Regions from separate parts of the Mus musculus genome. Here regions 1 and 2 are each linked to region 3. Evidence: chromatin contacts called from public Hi-C and promoter capture Hi-C data. All regions are on one chromosome and are shown on one strand. The core of a region is the stretch at or near the end of the contact, and the rest is flanking DNA. Distances in the headings are between cores, read along the strand shown. Region 1 holds the start of Rhpn1 (rhophilin, Rho GTPase binding protein 1). Region 2 has its middle 23 kb from the start of Ly6h. Region 3 holds the start of Ly6f (lymphocyte antigen 6 complex, locus F).

Region 1 (4,267 bases), core at 519-3,018, 440 kb before region 3:
AACCTGTTTTGGTGGAAAGGCAAGATAAGCTGGGCTGGATGGATTCTGGAAGCTGATAGCCCACACCCAGTTTTCCACACTGGGCTGAAGGAAGTGCTCAGCAGGGAGGGCACAGGTGCTAAGTAACCATCTCTCTCTATCCCGGTATGATCTCCCCACCCTCTGGAAACAAAGGCCGTCTAACCATGGCTGACCTCCATGGTGGCTACTCTTGTCTAACTCTGGGAGAACTTGCCATCAGTACAGACATCGCAGCAGCAGTGGCCAAACCAGAACAGGGCCTGGCCACGACCAGGGAGGAAAGGCATGGGGGTCAGAGAAACAAAACCTCCCACTCAAAGACCCAGTGACCTGTACTGGGCTGGTCCTCAAGGATTAGCAAAAGGTGGGGGGCGGGGGGACACAGTTATCCCCACACAGGCCTGGGAATAGAAAGAAGGAACAGAGCAATCCTAAGCCTTCCCAGGCTTCTCTTACTGAGTCAGCTCAGGGTGGGGGAGTCCCACACTATCCACAGGGAGGCTGACCAATGCAACATGCACTTCCTCCACAGGGCACCTGAAAGGCATGGCCACCCTAGGAAGAAGAGTTCCTGGAGAACATGTTGCAGGCTGACTCCGTCTCCCTCCCTCCCTCCTTCCCTCTCTCCAATCTAACCCCTCCCCAGTTTGAGCTAGTCACTGTGGTATCAGGCATGCCTGGTTAGGATGGAGCCCTTGAGGGTTCTGTCCAAGTCCCAGTGCCTTCCTCTCTTCCTCTTCCTCTCCCTCTCCTCCCTCTCCTCCAGGAGACCTGATACACACACACACACACACACACACTGGATAGAATCAGCCAGCAACAAAGTACAATCTGACACCAGGAAGGAAGGTGGGCAAAGAGCCATGGGAACACCCGGGAGTGTTGTGACAGCAGCTTCTGCTTAGCAGCCCCTGGGGATGGGCAGGAGTACCCCAGAGCCTACACACATACTAAGAAACCCAAACACTCACTGACCCCTAGGAAATACCCAGACCGGAGAAGCAGAGAAGGTTAACATAATATCCCTTAGGCAAAGAGCAAACTAGTTTCCACTTCACCCCTGTGTTCCTGGAAGCCCAGGCACCCTCATCTCCAGACTCAGGAGCTTTGGAGGGGATGTATGTTGGGGAAAAGTAGTCAGGCTTCCCCGTGAAGTTCCGAAGGTTTTTGCTGTCTGCTGTCACAATCTAACCACTAATGGACACTGACTCCTACAGCGGGGCACGCAGAAGACACTGTTAGAGAAGGAGGCTTTCTAGACGTCAGAAAAAAACACGTGCTTGCTTGTGGAGGTGAGGGAGTGGGGGTTGTCACCCATCAGAACCAACTTCTTGGTTCTGAGACCCAAGGGGTTCTCTAGCTTCAGGGGAACCATCTAGACCGTGACTGCTCCAGTGTTACTCCCATCGGGCTGGAACACCGGCTCTGGTCTCTCCTTGGGACCTCAGTATCCCCACCTGGCATTCAGGGGAGCGGGTCCCAGGAAGGAAAGGCCGGGAAGGCCGCACTGCACAGCGCGGGGCAGGAGGCTGAAGACCCATATCCCTGCTCAGCCCCCACCTTGCGGATGCTGCCGTCGTCCTGCGGCCGAGAGCTTTCCTCGCCAGTGCCCTGGCCATCTGGCCTCTCCTCAAGGATCATCGCTGCTCGCTCGGACGCTGACTCCGAGAGGCTGCGAGCAGCAGGCCCCTCGCGCTCCAGGGAGGATCAGCCGCGCTGCTCCGACTGTCCCCCTCCTGGAGGGTCCGACTGACCGGTGCGGCAGAGCGCGGGCCCCGCCTGCAAAACTTGATGTTGTCCAATCAGAGGTGAGGGCTACTCCGATGGATAGAAACTACTACCAACCAGAGTGAGAGAAAGGCGGGCTCCAGGTAAGGGATCTGGTAACTCTTAGCAACCAGGGCCGCTCGCCGATCAGGGTACGCATGCGCAACGCTAGGTGTTAGGCGTGCGGAGAAAGTTAGGAAAAGACAAGCAGAACTGGGGGCGGCGACCAAGAGCCGCTGCAGCCTCTGCAGGGACTTCAAGGCTTTATCTCGTCACCCCGGCAACGGGACCCTCCAGGATTGCTCCAAAAATGTTTACAATGGGGTTTTTTAAACGGTTTGTTAGAGACAAGTGCTTGTGCTGATTCTAAAACAATGCCTGCTTTCTTCCCGGCACTAAGAGGCAAAGCGCCGCTGCGGTCCCCTTGCTTCCAGAACCGCCCCCAGAAACCTCGCCTCCGGGACCTGGTTATGCATTTTGTTTCCAGAGCCTACATTCTCCTTGACCTCCTTGTGCTTCCAGAACCGGATCGCCTTCCAGAACCCGAATTGGTTTTAAGAATTGGACTTTTTCCAGAACTCGAGCTCCTTGCAGGGCTTACTCCGAAGCACTTCTCAAATTCATGTGGGCTGGCTCACACTAGATGAGCTGAGAACACAGCCTAGAAATGAGTGGCTAGCCCTTTGTCAAGCTGCTCCAAAGGTCAGCCTCCTCCACGCTGCCCGCCACCCTGGTCACTGCTTGCCCTGACTGAGTCAGCGACTCAGTCTCTACGCCCCATCCCCCTCACACACACCTGGCTCTGTCATCCCCAGATCTAAATTTGCTCGGCTAAGCTCTTGGATGTCCCTGGACAGTGGGCCCCCGCCAGAAATGCTTCTCTCATCTGCCCCGCTAGCCTCTCCAAACTTCCTGGCATTTTTGATCCCAGGGCAGCATTGTCCCCTCCCCTCCCCTCCCCTCCCCTCCCCTCCCCTCCCCTCCCCTCCCCTCCCCTCCCCTCCCCTCCCCTCCCCTCCCCTCCCCTCCCCTCCTTTCTTTCCTTTTCTTTCCTCTAGTATCTTCCTGTGGAGTGTCACCTAATTTCACTTCTTCCTCCACTGACATCCTCATGAGCAGCCTCCTCCATCTCCGGGCTCTTATGCTGCCTAGGTGTGGTCATCACCTTAGAACTAAACAGAGACCACATGTGCTGTCACCTAGCACAGCTGTCACCCTCCTGCATAGGCACCCCTGAATTCAGACTTCTGTGTCTTCAGAATCCTGTGTGCTTAGACTGACATCCACCCAGCAAAGCATGCCTGACTAAAGCAACTGTTTCTCTTAAAGATTTATTTTAATGTGTGTGTGTGTGTGTGTTTCTGCAGATGAGCACTGTGCCTGCAGAGTCCAGAAAAGGGTACTTGAACCCCAGGAACAAGAGACTACAGGTAGTTGTGAACTATTGAATGTAGGAGCTGGAAACCTAACTTTGGCCTTGCGTTAGACTGGTCCACATCCTTAACCACTGGACCACCTCTCCAGCCCTCCCAATCTGCTCTTAACTATTCTTTTCTCAGCAGGATTGTCCCTTTCATAAACCTTAGGAAAGTCCACCCCTCCCCAGCTCACTAAGGACAACTGCAGGATTTCAGGAACACTTTCTCCCTAGGTTCCCACCCAGGGCTCTTAGGGATGTCCTGCTGCAGTCCCAGGTCCCTCTCCCAGTAGTCCTGCAGGGCATCTTAGTTCAGCAGGCAAGGCTGTTAGGGGATAAAGGAGGCTCTCAATTGTTGAGGGTCCTAAGAACTCCAGGGATTTTCTAATGAGAACCTTAAACTCAGCCAAAAATCAGGTTGGAGGGGGCAGGTTGGTCAAATGCTTGCCTAGGGTGCACAAAACCCTAGGCTCAGTCAACAGCACTGCATAAAACACCATCAATCCCAGTATATAGGATTTAGAAGGAGGAGGACCAAATGTTCAAGGTCACCCTCCAGATACACTGTGAGTTTGAGGCTGGCCTGGAATTTACAAGTCTGAAACAAACAAACAAACAAACAAACCAGGTTGGAGAATAGAATACAGCCATTTTTGTTTTTAAAGATGGAAAATGTAGCCTCAGTATTTTCCCAACCCAACCTCCCATTTCTAAGGAAGGCAATAGAAGATGAAGATCAGTAGTGTCTGAGGTATCAAACCAGTAAAGCTGCCAGGGCATTTGACAGCTGGTCCTCAGTGGGCACAAGCTGTCCCCAGCATTTGCTGTTTGCCCTCAGTGGTTACTCCCACCCTAGGAAGACCTGGCTTTGAGGGCCATGCTAGCACTCAGCCAGACAAACCTCAGGCAGAGAAGATCCCAAACAGGGGCCTTAACCGGGAGAGTTCCTGGGAGTAAGGAGCAATCGCATCCGTGGACTACAGAACAGAAAAGCATTGGTTTGGGAAGCTGAAATCAGTGGACTAGGTAGTGTGTCTCAGCTGGCAGAGGGTTTGGGGTTGA
Region 2 (4,304 bases), core at 906-3,405, 280 kb before region 3:
GTCTCTGCCCACCAGTGTGCACCAGCAGGAGCTTCAGCTGGCAGGATGCCAGGACTTCTCACTCATTTTAAGCCTCTCTTTGAGAGTATCAACAGGAGAGGAGGGAGAACAGTCAGCTAATAATCTTTGCCTTTCCGAGTATGTTAGTGTGTGCATGCGAGGGTTGTATGTGTTTATGTACATGTATGTGAAGAGGGTATGTATACACTCATGCACTGTGTTTCTTGAGGTGGGATGTGGTCACCATGGTCACTGGCTCAAAGGACTGAGATTACTCTTGAGGAATGTGACTCAGCGATGTCACTTAACTGGCATCCATGAGGTCCTAGATCTAATTGCTGTAGTGGGAACAAAAAAGAAGGACCGAACTCAATCTACTTCACAGGGTTAAGTCTGGCTTTGATAATGTCACCTGTCACTATTAAGGAGCATGCTGAGAGTCATTGTTGCTGTATATTGACTGGAAATAGAAATTCAGACACTGAGATTAGTGAGTGATGCCGGGGGATATATATTTTTTTCAGGTACAATTATTTGAATCTCTGCATCCCAACACTGTCTCCATTTTGGACACCTTGATGCACTCTGGTTCACAGGACACTGGCCCCGCTCTGGCTCATGGGCATGAAAGGGGTGGCTCTCACACTCTCAAAAATGCAAGAACAACTGCAGACAAACCAACTTTTTTTTTAATTATTTTTTTATTAGGTATTACAAACCAACTTTTAAGATGATGTGTAAGAAGTAGTATGTGACCAAGGCCTAATCCAGAAACACGAGAAGGATGTGAATGAAGAAAAGGTAGTGGTGAGTGAGTGACACCCTGGCAATCGATTAGGAGAGAAACATGCTAGCTGAAAGCACCTCTGAAGCTAATACCAGGCTCAGCTTGGAAGCAAATACCTGTAATCTTAGCATTTGGGAGGCTTCAGCAGGAGGGTCACCATGAGCTTGAGGCCATCTTGGGCTATATAGAGAATACCAGGCTAGTTTAGTGAGACCAAAGACTAACTAAGAGGGCCAGTGAGATGGCTCAGCTGCTGCCAAGAATAATGACCTGGGTTCAGCCCTCAGATCCACACAAGGAAAGAGAACAGACTCCATGAAGTTTTTCTCCGACCTCCTCGTGTGTGCCACAGTGTGTGTGTGTGCACCCACATGCGCGCTCATATACAAAAGAAATAGAAATGATTTAAACATGAAGAGAAATGCTATCATCCACCTTAAAAACAAACAAGCATGTTAACATTAACTTATACAAAAAAACTTCTTACAAATGAGAATTAGTGTAGTGGCACTTTGCAACAATCTCATCGCTTTTGGGAGATAGGTAAGAAGATTGGGGGTTCAAGGCTCAGTGTTGGGTGCCAGAGTGGATTACATGAACTCTCTCCAAACATGACTAAGCGAGTAGACAAACGATAGCAAGACCTTCTCTTAAGCTTGCCCAGACATCTGAAAAATCCATAGATGGGCCTCCCTTTACAAACATACTGGAGCCCTGCAAACATACTGATGCCATTTCATTCAGCAATTAAGTAGGATGCTATTACAAAATAAGAACACAAAAGCAGGCTGGCGAGATGGCTCAGCAGGCCAAAGGCACTTGCTGCCAAGCTTGATGACCTGAGTTTGATCCCTGAGACCCACACATGGAGAGACCTGACTCACACAAGTTGTCCCTCACCCCCACACATGCTACAACATGTGTACACACAAAGAAATATGTATTTACGTTTTTAAGGAGACCATGAACACAAAGACATAGAAGCTGGAATGGGAAAAATTAAAATATCACCACCATTTGTGGGGTGCAGAAGGGATTGGTAAATTGCACCTCTGGCAACATCTGGCCACATCCTGCTTCCAGTGAATGACAGAATGTTGAGGCCTCTCCAAATTTACTAACTCCTGAATTATAGGCTCCTTTCCACCAAAAGGACAGGCAATGGCAGGAGCTCACTCATCAACAATGGTGCTTTCTGCAACTGTGGCCGGGAAACAGCTGTTTGAGATTAATTGGAAAGTTCCAGAAGTGAGTCACTCATACTTTCAGAATGTGGGGGGAGTGTGATGATGTCATTGACACTAGGCTGTGAGTGAAGTTCACAGCTAGCTCATAACCTTCATGATTCTCAGCTTGGCTGTTGCAGGACCACAAAGCTTGGCTACGCGACCTTGTTCAGTTTATAATGGTCCAGAGCAAGGGAGTAGCAGCACTGGCCATTTGGAACTGACAGAGAAGAGCTGGAAGTGCATCTGTTAGTGAAAAGGGAGAAAGAAAAGATCTTATGTTGACTCTAATAAGCTCTACTGAACAATACATTATTTTAGAAGAAGGAAAGAAGCCAGGTATGGCAGTGCACGCCTTTGATCTCAGCACTCAGGAAGCAGAGGCATGTGGCAGAGTTAGAGGTCAGCCTGGTCTGCAGATTGTTCCAGAGGAGCCAGAGTTACATTAAGAGATCCAGAGAGAGGGAGGGGGGGAGGGAGGGAGGGAGAGAGAGAGAGAGAGAGAGAGAGAGAGAGAGAGAGAGAGAGAGAGAGAGAGAAAATCTGTTATCAACTATCTATTGTCTACTGTGTTATACCAGGGACTTAAATGCAAAAATAAAATATTAAATAGTATAGGAGTATAAATAGTTTGTTCTGCTCCAAAGAGCACAACATTAACTAAAAGACATTAAGGGAGGGGCTGGGCATGTGGATGGCGAGTGGAAGGCTCGCCTAGCTTATCCAAGGTCTTGGGCAGCATCCCCATTACCTAAGTGGCCATGATTCCAGCAACTGGTAATTGGAGGCAGAAGGATCAGATGTCCAAGGTCATACTCAATGACATAGTTTGAGGCATCCTGAACAGTAAGAAAACAAATGACTCAGTGAACTTATCATTAAAGGATGGTGAAACCTGGTAAACTCATCAATACAAAAATGAACATATCTGGGGTCTGGAGAGATGGCTTAGTGGTTAAGAGTGTTGTCTGTTCTTCCAGAGGTCATGAGTTCAATTCCATTAACGATATGGTGGCTCATAACTATTTATAGAGTGATCTGATTCCCTCTTCTGGCATGTAGGTGTACATGCAGACAGAGTACTCACATACATACATACATACATACATACATACATACATACACATATATATATTAAAAATAAACATAACTAACTAAAAGACATCTTAAAGAGATTCTCTGGGCTGGTGAGATTGCTCAGCGGGTAAGAGCACCAACTACTCTTCTGAAGGTCATGAGTTCAAATCCAGGCAACCATATGGTGTCTCACAACCATCCCTAAAATGATCTTATGCCCCTTTCAGGAGTGTCTGAAGACAGCTACAGTGTACTTACAAATAATATATATACATATATATATATATATATTTTTTTTTTTTTAAGAGAGATTCCCTGCTGGCTCCACAATTTTTGCCCTGGGGGCAGGAAGATTTTGGAAATATCTACCACCCACCTTCTAAGGTCTCCATAACAAACCAAAGTTTGAGTCCACCGAAGTTCTTCTAAAGAACCAATGAATTTATTGGGCTTAGTTAGACAGCATGAGCAAGGACTGAAAAAGCAATGGAGGGTGTACCCATCATGGATAATGGCTTTTCTTCTCTGTCTCATCCAGCAGGACCTAGTTATTCATGGGTGTGAGGGGGACCGCAAACCTGGGAGAAAATGGGAGGGAGAGAAAGGAGATTCAGAGACCAAGAAGGGGGTCCTATCAAGGTCTCAGTTTATTAGGCTGAAACGCCGGGTTTTAAGCATACAGCAAGGAGAATAGGGAGGGGTTGAGGGGGAATTAACAAAGAACAAAGAAGTGGGCATCTGGGGACATGAAGGCCGAATTCAGGCTCCAGGCGGCGGGCACTCTGTGTCTTATCTCCAGAATGTGATCCTCCTTAACAGCCTTGGGCGTCAGGCTGGGCTCAGCATGTAACTCATGTCCTTGGAAGTCTTGGGAGTCAGGAAGAGATAAGGAAGAGGGGACTATAATTCAGCTTTTTACAGCCTCAGGTGCCAGGAAGAGAACAAGGAGGAGGAGGTGATGATGGCTCCTTATCACAAGGCCATTTGGCTTGTTAGGGTGGGAGACTGTGAAAGGCTTGCTTTCTCATGATATGGTCTCTAACATCTCCCCCTTTTGAATTAAATTTAATAAGGCCACACTTAACTAAGGTGATCAAATGATCTTCTCATCCTTGGATGAGCGGGTATTAACCATGGCTAGGGGAGCATTGATCCGATTCCTCCCGTGGGTGTTGTCACGACCCACACTTATGGCTCTTGGTATCTTTTGGGGA
Region 3 (4,355 bases), core at 30-2,529:
CACAGCTGCTGGGTGCTAGGACAGAGCAAGGATATTACTGCCCAGTCACCTCTGCCAAAAGCAAAAGTGAACCATGACCCTCCATTGTTCAAGTATGCTCGGCCCTGCTGCCTCAGCTAGCCAAACCCACAGCAGAGACCTGCACCCCAAGGGGAATTAGAGGGGCAATCACCATATTGGGAAAACAAAGATACAAAATGTCTGCTCAAGAAATGAGTGGGTGTGTAATAGGTAGTGGGGCCATCAGATAGGGAAGGCTTTTCTGACCTGTCCCACCCTACACCTGCAGAGCTGGCCCCTGTATATTGAAGCATGACAAAGCACTGAATGTCCCAGAGTCCAGCTCAAAGGTCAGACTCACCATGAGGTTTCCTGCAATACACATGTAACTAGAAGTATAGGGGTATCTGAAAGCTCAGACTTCTTAGAATAGAGATGTTCTAGCATTTGGGCCTCGTGTGGCATGTGCTGGGCATAAGGAAAAGTAAAATGCCAAGATTTGAGGATTCCAAACCCTTGGCTTGGCCTTCAGGCCAGAAAAAGAAGCCTCTACCAGTTTGTGTGCACCCAGGCCAGAGGCCTGCTTGGTAGACCAGGGCAGCAGGGTTAGAGTCTAAAGGACAGGCTGCTCTGGTGGTCAGGGTTTGTGGCACAGGTAGTAACATTGAAACGTCTTTCTGGTATGTAGTGATGGTTGCAAGGCAGGCGCTGGCAGGGTTACAGACCCAGTAAAGCACACAACACATGAGGCTTCACCCATCACAAGCCGATTCCCAATCCCCTGACACCAGCACACCTTGGGCACTGAGCACACAATGGAGGTGCAGGTGTAACCACAACCCTGAGGCAGTTTGCCATCTCCATTTTACCCTCCTGGCCATCTCTCATTTTCCACCTCACCTCTTTCTGCACACAATAGGACCACAAGAAGGATGAGTACACAGGACTTTGTAGTGTGACAACTGTCCATCCTTGGAGAAGGGCTGCACAGATCAAACCTTGGAAGTTGAAGCCAGTTATTAGATCATCATTCACATCCCTGGGCTCTCACAGGGCTCAAGCATCCACTCTTCCCACCCTCCAACACTCCCCCCCCCCCCAGCTTTCCCCAAGGAATACATGTCTGCCTATTTCTCTCATCCACCACCCACCCAGCTTTTCCTTCCTAATCTCACACTCCCAACCCCAGCCCTATCCTGAGGGCTCTTCCCTTTGTCACCTAGCAGCTCCCTCCTGACACCAGTCCTTACTTCCTCTCTGACCAGGTTGCAGGCACAGTGGTAAGATCTGTCAGATGTGCACTGAAGTAAGTACTTTAATTTCCTTTAGCTCCTCCCAGCTGACATCCTGAAGAGGGAGGGGTTTCTATACTTACTTCCTCCAGGCCAACATGTTTATTGGTTAAGATTTAGCAAGGTTTGTTGGTGATCTGGTCAGCAAGATTTATAGCTGTTGAGGAGGGAGGACCACTCAGTTGGGGAGAGACAATGGTGCTGTAGGAATAAGAGAGCAGAGATGGAGGGGCCACAGTTGGCTTGTGCTTGCCCTCAGAAAGCAAAGGAAAGAGGCAACTTGCTCAGCCTTTTCCTAGTTTTTTTGTTTGTTTGTTTCCCTTCATCTTTTGTTTTTGTTTTTGTTTTTCGAGGCATATTTGCTCTGTGTAACTTTGGCTGTCCGGGGGACTTGCTCTGTATACCAGGCTGGCTACAACCAATACTTTCAAAGGCAAGTGCTGTAGCTTGTGTTTTTTGCCACCACCACCAGACTTTTTCTTGTTTCAAATTAGAGGGTATGAGTTGCAGTGGCTCAGAGCCCAGGGCCCTCCTTTTTATAAGCAGGCAAACAACTGACAAATACCTGGCGACTGGCTCTACAGGGTCTTATATTCAAAAAGTGCAAGTCCTGAGCAAAGAATTTACTGACAACTGGGATGGAAGTTACTAAGCAGTGTCTGATATGTTTGGGTGATATAAGGGGCTGCAGGTGCTATTAGCATCTGGTAGCTAGAGTCAAGGCAGTTCTTTTCATGGCACAAGGCTTTTTTTTGCAGAGGGTGGATGACCCCAGTGTCCCTGCTGCCCAGAAGCCACCATGAAGAAGCCACATGCTATTTCTTCCTCCTCCAGTTTGTATGTGCCCTGTCTCCTCACCTATGAGGTCCTAGTCCAATGTGTCCCAAAAAGGACATAAGTTTCCTTGGCCTTTATGTCACTACCATGTGGCATGGTATTGTAATAACTCAAACCTTACTAATTAGCCAAATATTGATGGCATCTGTGGCCCAGCCTTGGGATGAGCAGCAGGGCCTCCACAGCAAGCCAGAGTCTGAGTTTCCTAACCTAGTGGAGCTGAGAGCACAGTAAGTAGCCCATGTAAGTGTCTACAAGGCACTGATACAGGTTAGAGTAGGAAGGCTAGGCACCGAATGAGACCTGAGCTGGAAATCATCCTGAGATGATGCCACAGTAAATGAACAGGTATGCTCAGAGGACAATGAGTCAGAAAATGGACCACAGCATCAGTGAAGGTGAGCACATCCACTTAAGCAGGCAAGGCTGCAAAGGGAAGGAAGCCAGAGGCTCAGAGAACATCAAGCAGATTCTCCTGATGTAAACCACAGGGCAGACCAAAGTATCTCAGTCTTTCTAGCATCTCTAGTTGGTTCTACATGTATATCCAACTCCAGTGTCAAAGTTCTAGGTTATGCAGGATGATTAATCGAAAGAAAGAGAGACTCTGTAGGCTGAAGTCAGAATTCTCAAGGAGCAGTGGGGAATCAACCTTTCCAGGACTAAAAACCAAACCCAAAGACTGATCAAAGCCTTTGTGCCAACCTCAGGAATTCATGACACAATGGTTCTGTTAATATTCTGTTACACTCCAGGGCCTCTATCCTACACTATTACAAAATATCTTCCCTGTTAACCTATAATCCACATTTGCCACCAACATTGTATAATCCAGCACAGTGGTAGGAGGAAGAGAGCAAGCAAGAAATGTTTTCTCTCTAATTCCTTCATTTGTGGACCTAGGCATTGGCTCATGTATGAACAAGTGTATGTGAAAAAAAAAAAAAAGCAGACAGCAAACCCCTGCAAACAAACAGGGCATCAGTGAAAGATCCAAGAGACAGTCCCTCTCAATTTCACCATCCAATGAGTTTATGGGACTTTTTTACAGAGGATGGGGGAGGTCACTTACAGGAATATGCATAATTTCTGAGCAGCTAAGTCACAACTAAGTCTCACCCCATCATGTAAGCAGTGTCATCAAGTCCCCGATTCAGTTAATCTTCTGTTTCCTCTATAGCCTAGCATCTTCTGGGACTACTTGTGGCTGGAGAAGAGCAGGAAGGCTAATGGCTGTAACTTCAAGTGACAGTACTTCCTTCTGAGTATAGAGATTTCTGTCCAGTATCACAAACCTGTTGCTGTTTCACTCTTCAGACTCCATTGCTGGGGCTCCTGGGCCAACATTATTCCTATCTAAAATGGCAATGGGACCATCACCTTTTCTTTGGAAGAAATGGCCATATAACCAGAGTGCAGATCACTGTTTTTCTAAAAGCCTTAAACTTGGTGTTCTCATGAATCTTCATCTTTCCACCCAGCACCACTCTTGGGGAAATAGCTTCCCCTAGTGGTGGACTCCTGCCCAAATTACTGACAGACCACTTAAATTAACTCTTAAGGGAGAGGGCAACAGAGTACTTGAGTCAGGGGCACAGGAGGAAAGGAATGGTTTAGGAGGTGCCACACTGGGGGCAGGGACCTTCCAAGTGTATCAGGTAGACTGCCAATCACATGATTTCTAAGAAGACAGTTCTCTGGTGGGGAAATAGAAGCCTAACTGGCTTTATCATGACTTGGCTTTTGTCTCTGTGAAGTTGAGTAGGCCCAAGCCTGATTTGGGTAGGGACCAGCCCCACTCCTGCAGTGCTCTAGGAGTGCTGTCCAAGGATAAGAGAAGTGTTAGCATTTCTTCTAGGCTCTGTCCCACAGTTATCTGGCAACATCCAGGTATGGCTGACTCACTATAAAAGGGGTTGCTTGCCCCTCCTCACTCTCTTCTCTTCCTTTATTGTTCTCTTCCCCCCTCTGTCCCTTCTCTACCCATTCCCTTCTCCCCTCTTTCTCTATGTGCTCATAGCTGGCCTATACTATTCTCTCCTCCTCCTCTTCCTCTTCCTCCTCCTCCTCCTCCCCCCCTCTCTCCCTTTCTCTGTCTCTACTTCCTCAATTCACCCTTCCCATGCCCTAAATAATCTTCATTCTGTACTATTCAGTCCATCTCCAATTAGGTTGTAAAACCATCAAGGCTTTGTTTAGTCTACTCAAGGCACGAGGAAGGACATA

What was found. Promoter capture Hi-C pulls out the DNA fragments that hold promoters and counts their contacts. A called contact is a pair of places that touch in the nucleus more often than the background predicts.
Region 1: a contact with region 3 is called in a promoter capture Hi-C map of liver, with 4 times the contacts expected there. The contact joins the promoter of Rhpn1 here to the promoter of Ly6f in region 3. A contact is called at or near these places in 7 of 39 promoter capture datasets (the 3T3-L1 cell line, 3T3-L1-derived adipocytes, embryonic stem cells and 3 more), 1 of 115 datasets of contacts at active chromatin or transcription factors (pancreatic cancer cells) and 1 of 9 other capture datasets (adipose tissue).
Region 2: a contact with region 3 is called in a Hi-C map of myocytes, with 2.5 times the contacts expected there. The contact joins the enhancer-like site here to the promoter of Ly6f in region 3. A contact is called at or near these places in 3 of 39 promoter capture datasets (the 3T3-L1 cell line, liver and second pharyngeal arch cranial neural crest), 1 of 15 datasets of contacts at CTCF or cohesin (pro-B cells) and 2 of 484 Hi-C or Micro-C datasets (embryonic stem cells and myocytes).

Annotation. Positions count from the first base shown.
Region 1 is chr15:75,701,789-75,706,055 of GRCm38.p6, reverse strand. Rhpn1 (rhophilin, Rho GTPase binding protein 1) reads right to left here and starts at 1,768. Exons shown (of 15, transcript NM_001163465.1): 1 at 1,582-1,768. The coding sequence starts at 1,662.
Region 2 is chr15:75,542,087-75,546,390 of GRCm38.p6, reverse strand. No RefSeq gene overlaps it. Among named protein-coding and RNA genes, the nearest start is that of Ly6h, 23 kb to the left of the region's middle. Within about 2 kb of position 2,155, at least 14 of the 459 cell types and tissues checked have an H3K27ac peak or open chromatin away from gene starts, as enhancers often do. A contact at or near this core is called in myocytes, where this site is marked.
Region 3 is chr15:75,265,345-75,269,699 of GRCm38.p6, reverse strand. It overlaps Ly6f (lymphocyte antigen 6 complex, locus F), which reads right to left and starts at 1,279. Exons shown (of 4, transcript NM_008530.2): 1 at 1,220-1,279; 2 at 901-998. The coding sequence starts at 970.